Regions from separate parts of the Arachis hypogaea genome. Here region 2 is linked to region 1. A link is a contact called in public Hi-C data. All regions are on one chromosome and are shown on one strand. The core of a region is the stretch at or near the end of the contact, and the rest is flanking DNA. Distances in the headings are between cores, read along the strand shown.

Region 1 (5,528 bases), core at 2,111-4,610:
AGAACCATATCAGTATCACCACATGGACCATTGTAATAAAAGGTTTATTATTATTATTATTATTATTATTATTATTATTATTATTATTATTATTAGAGTACACACCCAAAGTAGTTCCTAACTAATTTCAAAACAGGTACTTTAATCCCTAATCACTTTTTATTATTTTAAAAGTACTTAAAAATTATACCTGTTAACATATTAATCCATCTATCATTTTCAATAAAAAAAATTTAATATACATATTAAGCAAATAACTCCTTAATAAATTTTATTATAAGATAATTAAATTTTTGATAAATATTTTTATAAGACAAATTAATTTTTTTGTAGAAAAACCAATCCGTTTCAAAAACTTAAAATAACAAAAATTTATTTAAAATTATAGTTAATTTAAAATTTTTCAGAAATTAATTTAAATATTTATTATTATTATTATTACATACTGCACATTTTCCAGTTCTCTAAACAAAACCTCTATCCTATTTCAGGCTTTCTTTTAATAAATAAAAAATATATATTTTACCATTTTATACTAAAATATAAATATCTATTATTTTACGTAATATTTGTCAATTTTATCGTTAATGCCTACGAAATGGAGAAAGAAAATATAAGTTTTCAATTTCTCAGGTAATGCCAGCGATATTAGACTAATAAAAAATAAATTATTACATTTTTTATTTTTAAGTTAATAATTAATTTTAAAACATAAATGTTAATAAAAAAATTAAAACAAATAAAAATACAAATTTAAAATTTGTATTTTTAGTTTAAATTTTAAAAAATTTATGTTTTTATAAACTTATGAATTTAAAATAGAATGATAAACGATTTTTAAAAATTTATTAAAAATTATTTTTTGACTTATTAGTATCTAAAGAATCATTTTTGAGACTTTAATATTAAAAAATTAATATAAAATACAACCCTTTAAAATAGTATAAGAACTTAAACTTGAAAAGTTATATCAATCAAATTATCATTTAATTTGTAAAATTAAGTGTGGAATAAACCTTAACTTTGACGGCGTTATGCGTTACTTCTAACTCCGAAAAAACTAAGTTTGAGTTATTATATCATCTTGGAGGGCTAATTTATATTAACTTTTCAACTTCAAAAATTGCAGTAATATTTTTTTAAATGTTAACGAGTCAAAAGATTATTTTTAATAAATTTTTAAAAATTATTTATAGTTTTATTTTAAATTTACAAATTTGTAAAAGTACAAATTTTTTGAAATTTGAACTAAAACACAAATTTTAAATTTTTTTTTATTCATTTTAGTTTTTTTATATTTTATTTAAATTTAAACAAAAAATATTTTTTATTAATATATATTTATATTTTAAAGTTAGTATAGAATAAATAAATAATTAACTTATGTTAATAATCTGTTTTTTTGCTAGTCTAATTTTGTTGGTACTTCTTATGAAATTAAAAATTTATATTTTCTTATTTCTATTTCGCAGGCATTACATGCAAAATTGAGTATACGCAAAATTGATAAATATTACGTAAAATGGTAAATATTTATATTTTAATATAAAGTAGTACATATGATTTTTTTTTTTTTTTAAGAAAATAGCCTTCTCAGAATTTTCTGTTCTTTCCTATTAGAAAATGACAAAAATCTTAAAAGAAGCATGGAAAAGCTCATTCTCACTGTCCAATTTTTCTTTTTAAAGAAAAAAAAATAAAAAAAGGAGGGGACACAAAACCATTTAGTCTGCAATGCCGAATCTTCAGTTGCTCACTACTAGAGAACAGAAAATAAAGATTAAAAAATTTGGGTCTCTCCAAATCACGAAGTGTTATCTTCCTGTAATCTTTCTTTGCATGCTTGAATAGTGCTAATCACCTACTTTTTCATGTCACACAAATAAAATATTTGCACACCAATTTTTCTATATATAGACTGCAAAATCTAAGGTATATAACCCTCACAAATTCAGATAAGATCTTGCTGTCTCATGTGTATGTATTATTTTACTCCTTAAACTCGCATCTGCAATTAAAAATTGGCTGTATTCCATTCAATATTGTGTTATGTGCACATAATCTGAGTTATAAAGTTAATTATATAACTAATAAAATTAAACTATTGCTTGAACAAGTACATGTGACAATATAGATGTTTTAAAAAATTGGAATATATGTTAAAGCACAATGCTACTTATCTAGATACATTATTAAAAAATTTATGTCTATCTAAGAAACAAATTAATTAACATTTATTTAATACTTACCATTGATTTTCTTATTAAATATTAGACTAGTCTCTATCAATTTTAATTTAGAGTGTGGTTAAATGAAAAAGTTTATCTTTACTTAACCAACTGTTTAGAATTCAAAATTAATTACTATATTCAAGATAAATGCTTCGATCATAGAAGGAAAAAAAAAAAGACTTCTACTATCAATTTTAAACAAATCAAAGTATGTAATTTTTCTTTTTCACTGTAGGAAATATTTTTATATATTCCTGAATAATAAAAGAGGATTCGGAATAAGCTATGATATCCTTCAACAGCCAATACACATACATGGACATGTACGATGTGCAATTGAAATTTTTTGTGTGAGGTTATAATATAAAAAATGGTACCTGTATATAAAAAATTAATTATTAAATTAGTTATTATATATTTGTATATAAATATATATTATTTTATTTATTTTAATATATATTTTATATTTCACTATGTATTTGATGCTGGTGACTAATCTAATTTAGCGATTAATTTTTAGTGTACACGTAGGGCGATTGGTATTATAATACTATTTATATTCATAATATGCACATGTAGACAGATTATTGTGAAGATATCTTGTGCATAAATCCTGGGATGTGACTTTATGTTTATGAATTGAAGTTTGAAAGGGGCTAGTTCAAATATGAATGAGGCAAGAAAACACAAACATGCACCCCATTATTGAAAAAAATTACACTTTACATGTTGGAAGAAAAAAATACTATGTGGGGTGATGTATATATGTATCTTATTATTAGTGGATGCATGATAGGGAAGTGAGTGGCAAATAAAGAGAACAAAGTAAAAGATGGGGCCACAACCTAAAGGGGAAGAATTTTTGTCCCAAAATATGTTACTATTAATATATGTCCCACCAAATAATTAGAAAACACATGCATATGTATAAATGCATATATCCACTTTGGATATTGGAGAAATTATATAAGATTCTATTCAGATCATGAACCAACCAAATTATTAGATGATTAAGCATAGAAAGACAAATCAAAACCCCATTTGTGTGTGACATGATGCATATACAGTTTGAGAGAGACAAAAACCAACCACAAATTAATAATAATATATTTAATTTGTTTTTGTGGGAAGAAGGAAAAGGGTGTGTAGGTAGGAGAGAGGACATGGGAACACTTTACGCCTCATTCCATCGTCACTATACACTATGCATACGTTAGCAATCTTCTTTCTTCAGTTCCACTACCACAAGTAGTTTTCAAGTAAAATAAACATTTATTATCAAGAGATACATCAATATGTATATGCCTCATGAGATTTATGAGAGATTATTAACTATTAAACCAGTTATAATAATAATAATTGACTCCTACCAACATAGATATTTGTTGTTGTTTAAAACTCTGCCGATTTGCAATAACAAAGACTTCCATATATGTTATTATAAATATAGTTATCGGTAAAGATCTATTTTAATTAATGGTCACAAAAAATATATAATTATCGCAAAAAATAAGTTAATAAATAAAATAGATATTGATTATGATGTTTTATAGATGGACTTGACGTTTTAATCCTTTTCTTCTGTAATGTACTTTATAAGGAAAAGCTAACTGGTTCGATTGAAAATAAAATTTAAGTGTGGAATACAACAATATAAAAGACTAAGCATAAAACTCCTTTGTTTTTTCAAAGGAAAGAAGAAACTAGAGATATTATAACTAATATAGTAGACTAATAACTAATTTGCTCTGATGAATCTCCATATATAGTTCAACTATTAATGTTTATACTTTGAAGAAAAATATACGGTAAATCAACCAAAGTATGTTCTAATTATTTAATCATTGATTGGATTACTCTTTAAATTTGTTAACGACAAAATACTTTTAAAATATTATAAAAAGCGATAAAAATAACAAAAAAAATAATATTTTTATAAATAACAAGTAAATTTTGTATTTAACAAATTGTTTGTGTATTTGGTCAAAAATTTTGTGAGAATATTTAAATAATTATTTTAAAAATATATATAAAAAATAAAACTAAAATTTGATCTCTTTATTTTTTTTATTTTTTCCGCTTAAGGAATTCACAAAAAAAAATCCACTAATAAAAAACCCGAAATGATAAAGATAAAAATATCTTTTTTTAATTATGTTTGTAAAATCTGCATCGAGAATTGCATCGAAAATCTCTGAAGTTCTTTTCGAATTATTATTATTATGTTTTAGAATATTTTGAAGATATTTCTGAGTAATTTAGTAATTTAATTAAGGGGTTTTCTGGTTATATATAATTTTTCATGAAAATTTTGTACAAAAAAATACACAAGTACAAGAAGATTAATTATAAGATGATGTGTGTATTTTGTGATGGCGAAAGGTGGTATGAGTGAGGGTCCTCACTCCTTTCACCTTCACATGCATTCAAATATTATTCATTGGACAAATAATGGGCCACGCGTGTGTTAAAGTGAGGAGAGAGAATTGAATTGAATTGATGAAGAGAAACATTAATTGAGAGAACCCGTGATATGCAACTGAAAGGGATCAAATCAAAGAGGTTTTATTTATTGCATTGCATATATTTTGATTTTGAGGTTGAGATGAACCTCCAAATTCAGCCATGAATGAATAGCCAACCCACAAACAGGACCAAAGTTTAAGGAAATATACATTTCTGGATTGTGCCTGTGGGACTGGACCACTTCAAAAATTGTTTTCTTATAAATTCAATATATCTAGTACTACTAATTTATCAACTAGAGTTTTTAATTTGTAAAAAAAAAAATAATTATTTTTATGTACCAATATTTAAAACGCTAATAAAACTACTCATAAGAAAATACAACTATAATTTTATACGATAAAAATATCAAAATTTTAAATTTTTTTTAAAATAATTGTCTCCATCTTTTATCTTCAAGCTCACTTCAAATACTACTATCATTTTTTTTTTCAAAATTTAAATTTTAACAACACTCTATTACCAACACCTTAGCCATTTTTTCTCTTTTCTACTACTCCTCCACTACCACCATCCCGTATCATGAAGCCTCTTCTACTCTCAACTTCACAACTTTTCTTACTTTCTCATCTTACACAGTAATAAATATACAGCGAAAAAGAATGTTATGAGCACAACTCATACGATAAAGAAAGAAAAATCTTTTACCTCAAAAATCATAAAACAAAGAACAAATAAGCAAAAGATGAACCAACAACAACCACCAAAACTATTAAACACATAAAGATCCCAAATTCCTTTTTAGGGATGGAAAAAATATTTGCACCCGCG
Region 2 (5,216 bases), core at 1,429-3,928, 100 kb after region 1:
TAGCTTAACTAGTGCATGCTCGTATGGAGACTGGTGTTCACTAAAATTTGCATCTTTGAATGACGGGTCGCCATTTCGTGGTCGCCAGCTACAGTATGCCCAATTCGTGTTCGCCGCCAATGAGTTGCTCCATTTCGCTGCTGCTGCATCTGATTTGGGCCACTTCACAAGCGCCCATTCACGACGTCATCCAATTCGTGGTCGCCAGCATTGGATTGGGTGATCAATCCTTCAGTCTGCCATGTCAGACCCATTTTGCGGCCGCTGCCCTTGAATTGACACCTTTTTCAATTTTGCGGGTGCTTCACCTGAAATGGCCATGCACATTTTCATCAAGCTTTCTTCCCCTGCGTATTTTGGGAATTAATGTATTATTTATTTAAATAAAAAAGCTCAAGAAAACTTCACTAAGGAAAAAAGCTTAAACAATTACTAGAAAGAGAGAATATCAAACTCACAACAAAGAGTAGGGATAAAAATAGGATAGGGTAAGCTTCACCCTTATCAGGTTAGTTTTGTAATGTATTTAAGTTAGACATATAGTTTATTATGGACCTTTTTTTATAGTATGTTTAATTATTTTACTGATTCTTATAGTTTTATTAAAATTTTAATTAAGTTTTTATATTTTTAATTGAATTTTTATATCATATTAAATTTTGTAATTAAATCTCTACCATTACAAAAATATTAGAATTAATTGAATATTTTGTTAAATAAAATAAAATATTTATTCAAGTATTAGGCATATTCATTTTGTTTAATAAAATATTTTATTAATTCTAATATTTGTCACAAAAAAAACTTAATTACAAAATTTGATATGGTATAGAGACCTAATTGAAAAGAAAAAAAAGTATAAAAACCTAATTAAAAATTCGATAAAACTATAAGGACCTACAAAATAATTAAACCTTTTAAGTACTAAGTCTGCACTGATGTTGAGCTTGGCCTAATCTCAAAGTTGATAAAAAATCTAATATATAATTTTTACCAAAATAAAAAATAAAAATATTTAAAAAACTTACTTTTCTTTTAAAAATTTATATATACAATATACTAAATTTAATATTTATAATAATATTTAAATTTTTAAAATATAAAAAATATTTATAATAAAATATAATAAATTTAAAAATTTTAGTAGCTTTTTAATTATAAAAAATTATTTATATTTTAACAGATTTAGATAGGTTTGAGAAGTCTTATAAACTATTCTGTGAGTCTAGACTTAGCCTATTAATAAAATTAGATTTTTAGATCGGTCAAAACCTAAAACTATTTTATGACAGCTCAGGCTAGACCAAGTCGAATGCAAGCTAAGTTACAGGTCTTTCAAAGACCTGATCTATTTTCATTCCTAAAGTTGTGTTTAATTTTGAGAACAAGACAAGATAAGATATTAAAAACAGGATACAAAAGACAATGACATAAAAATTAGTATTTTTATATTTTGTTTAGGAATGAACTGAATATAAGATATAACAAATCATAAATAATCTAATTAACTTTTGTTTTTTGTTCACACAAAATAAAATAATAAAAAATATAATTATAAAAATTTGATAATAATAATAAAAAATAAAATATATTTTATTTAATATTTCTACATTTTTTTATTAAATAGGACACAATACATTAATTTAATATTTTAAAACATAATAATTTTTTTCTATATTTCATCACAATTTTATGTCTCAATAGCAGGGAAATTGGTAGTTGGTTCAACTCCGAGCAAAACTTCATTGAAGAATTTTAATCATATTTTAAATTTGTCTAAAAGTGTGAAAGTATATCGTTAATTAATATATTCGAGGAGTAAAAATTTTCCACTGAGGTCAACAATTGTTTTTTAACACAACAACAACAACAACATGCTATCACAATATGTAATAAGAAATAATAAACTGATGTTACTATTTACTACTAAAAAAAAAATATTATCAGATAATATCACTTATTTTTTTACAAAGTGATGATATAGATATAGATATATATTAAAAAAATTATATATAAAATAACATTAAAATAAAATAGTATAATGTACTATTACAGTATTAATGAAAAATAATAAATTGATATTATTGAATATTGTATTTTTTATAAATTAATACAAATATACATTTAAAAAATAATACTCAAAATGACATTAAAAATAGCAATATTATTACGGTACTATTTATAAAATATAGACATTCTGTTGAATTGTCTCAGACACATTTTAAATACGATATTCGTCTGTATGCGTGTCTGTCGTATCTAATCATATCTTAATAAAAATTAAAATTTTTTTATCAGACACATTTAGACATATCTAAATATTATCACTTATCAACATGTCCAATTTTATTCTTAACATGTATTTTTACAATAAATTTAAAAATAAAATATATATTATTATTTATTAAAATAATTAAAAAATTATTTTATATTTTAATATCAATAAAATATTAAAATATAATTATAATTTATCTAAAAAATATTTTATATTTTATATATACACGGTATTTTTATTATATTTTATAAAAATTTAAAATTCATATATATATATATATATATATATATATATATATATATTCTGTATTAGTGTCCGTACACATTAATATATTAAACGGAGAATTGAATTGTTGTATTTATGGCCATGTAATATAGGCTCTGTTTTAAGCCCTTTTAATGTATTTTGTTGAGCTTTCTGGATGGTTCACAAAATCACAAAATTGACACAAAATCTGTATCTCTTCACTTTCTCTGTGTCCGTTGGGAACCAAACAGTGCCTTCTCTCTCCTCTCTCTCTCTATCTTTCCCTTTCTCCCCTTTCCCTTTCTCTGTCAAAGACACAGACACACAGACAAAGCAAGCAAAACACACACACACACACACACTCCCTCACTCACTCACTACCTCACTCTTTCTCTCTTTCTTCTCTCTCTCTCTCTCTCTCTCCCCCCCCCCCCTTCTCTTTCACTCGTTACTCCCACCGGAACATGACCACATTTTTAACCGCCAACTTCACACACCACCATTTCCGGGTATGAATCCCACAACCCAATCCAACCCCTCACTACAACCCAACCAGCAACTGCACCAGCTTCAGCATCACCAGCAGCAAGCATTGTTTCCGCCGCCGTTACCTCCGGCACCGCCGCTGCACCAGCAACAACCGCCGCAACTTCTGCAGCCTCACCGTCCTTCCACATCTTGCGATCGCCACCCACAGGAGCAGTTCACCGGATTCTGCCCCTCATGCCTCTGCGAGCGCCTCGCCGTGCTCGATCCCAACGGCACCGCCGCCAGCTCCTCCTCCTCCGGCCCCCGCAGGTCCACCTCTTCCTCCACCGCCGCCGCCGCCCTTAGAGCCATCTTCCGCCCGTCCGCATCCGGCAGCAACCGCGGAAACCGCCCGCCGCCGACCTCATCCTCGTCCTCCTCGTTCTTCCCTGAGCTCCGCCGTACAAAATCCTTCTCCGCCTCGAAGAACAACGAGGGCTTCTTCTCCGGCGCATTTGAGCCTCAGAGAAGATCTTGTGACGTTAGGGTTCGCAGCACTCTATTCTCTCTCTTCAACCAAGACGACGAGCGCAAAATCCCCAAAAAAGAACCCTCCGTCGAGGTTGAAACCAGAAACCTCGCTTCCTCTTCCACTATAGTTCAAGCTCCGGTCACCTTAGAAGAAGAATCAGAATCAGAATCAGAGAGCGCTTCTGTTCTGGAGGAAGAGATTCAAGAGCAAGAAGAAGAAAATGATCAAAACGAAGACGAAATTAGGGTTCTAGAAGGACCTACAAATGCGGTAGTTCCCAACATTGTGACAGAAGAGAGGGTTGCAGTTACAGAAATCGTGGAAGAAGAACCTGAACTCCAACCAGAACCGGAAATTGTGGTTGTTCCGGAAGAGGAATTGCTGAAGCCGATGAAGGAACATATCGACCTGGATTCGAACGCTAAGAAGAGTTCCGGCCGCGATTTCAAGGGTAGCTTCTGGTCTGCAGCCTCAGTGTTCAGCAAGAAGCTGCAGAAATGGAGGCAGAAGCAGAAGCTGAAGAAGCAGCGCTGCCGAAATGGTGCCCTGGGCTCCGGCACCACGCTGCTGCCTGTGGAGAAGCCCATTGGCAGGCAATTCCGTGAGACGCAGTCGGAGATCGCTGACTATGGGTTCGGCAGGCGGTCCTGTGACACCGATCCGCGGTTCTCGCTGGACATTGGACGGATGTCATTTGAGGCCGGTAGGGTGTCATTGGACGACCCGAGGTATTCTTTCGATGAGCCGAGGGCGTCGTGGGATGGGTACCTCATAGGGAGGACATTTCCTCCTCCGAGGATGCCTTCAATGTTGTCTGTGGTGGAGGATGCTCCTGTTCATCAGGTCCTGAGGACTGATACTCAGATTCCTGTGGAGGAGCCTGTGAATGTTATGATGAATGCTATCATTGAGAATGCTGATCAGGCTAAGGTCCCCGGTGGCACTTTGCAGACTAGGGAGTATTATTCTGATAGTTCCTCCCGGAGGAGGAAGAGCCTTGATAGGTCTAGTTCAATTAGGAAGACTGCAGCTGCGGTTGTGGCTGAGATGGATGAGTTGAAGCCTGTTTCTGGTGCAATTCCGGTTGCAAATGCCAAGGTAACTCCTGCCGTTGGCATTGGTGGAGTGGGAGGTGGTGTTGGTATTGGTATTGGTATCGGTATCGGTGGTGGTGTTGATTTGTCGCATCATGGGCCGAAGGCCGTGTTCCCTGATAGGGACTTGAGGGACAGGGATTCAAACTCGAATTCCTTGAGGGATGATCACTCTGAGACCTTTGAGTTGGGGTCTAGAGATGCAGCTGGGATCAATGGGGAGCGGAAAGGGGCTAAGAAGTCATTCAGGTGGAGTAAGGCGTGGAACATTTGGGGCTTGATTAACCGGCGAGGAGGTGGGGGTAATAAGGACGATGATGAGGAGAATAGGTATGGTAGAGGAAATGGCGGGAACGGTGTGGAGCGATCTTTTTCCGAGTCATGGCAGGAGTTTAGAGGTGAGCGGAACGGGGATGTTAGAGGCATATTCAATAGGAATGCGTTGAGGAGCAACAGCAGTGTTAGTTGGAGGAATGCACCAGCTTTTGGAGGTGGAGTTGGAGCGTTGGCGGCCATGAGGAAGAGTGATGTTCAGGCTAATGGGCATGGGAAGAAGGGCAGGGATGAGGTTGTTTTGGAAAGAAATAGGAGTGCAAGGTAT

The links. A called contact is a pair of places that touch in the nucleus more often than the background predicts.
Region 2: a Hi-C map of an unstated tissue shows a contact between it and region 1, with 4 times the contacts expected there. The contact joins the promoter of LOC112743596 here to the enhancer-like site in region 1. A contact is called at or near these places in 5 of 8 Hi-C or Micro-C datasets (leaf and an unstated tissue).

Annotation. Positions count from the first base shown.
Region 1 is chr14:102,052,886-102,058,413 of arahy.Tifrunner.gnm2.J5K5, forward strand. No RefSeq gene overlaps it. Among protein-coding and RNA genes, the nearest start is that of LOC140178311, 18 kb to the right of the region's middle. Within about 2 kb of position 3,361, at least 2 of the 3 cell types and tissues checked have open chromatin away from gene starts, as enhancers often do.
Region 2 is chr14:102,156,527-102,161,742 of arahy.Tifrunner.gnm2.J5K5, forward strand. It overlaps LOC112743596 (protein OCTOPUS-like), which reads left to right and starts at 2,679. Exons shown (of 1, transcript XM_025792876.3): 1 at 2,679-5,216. The coding sequence starts at 2,697.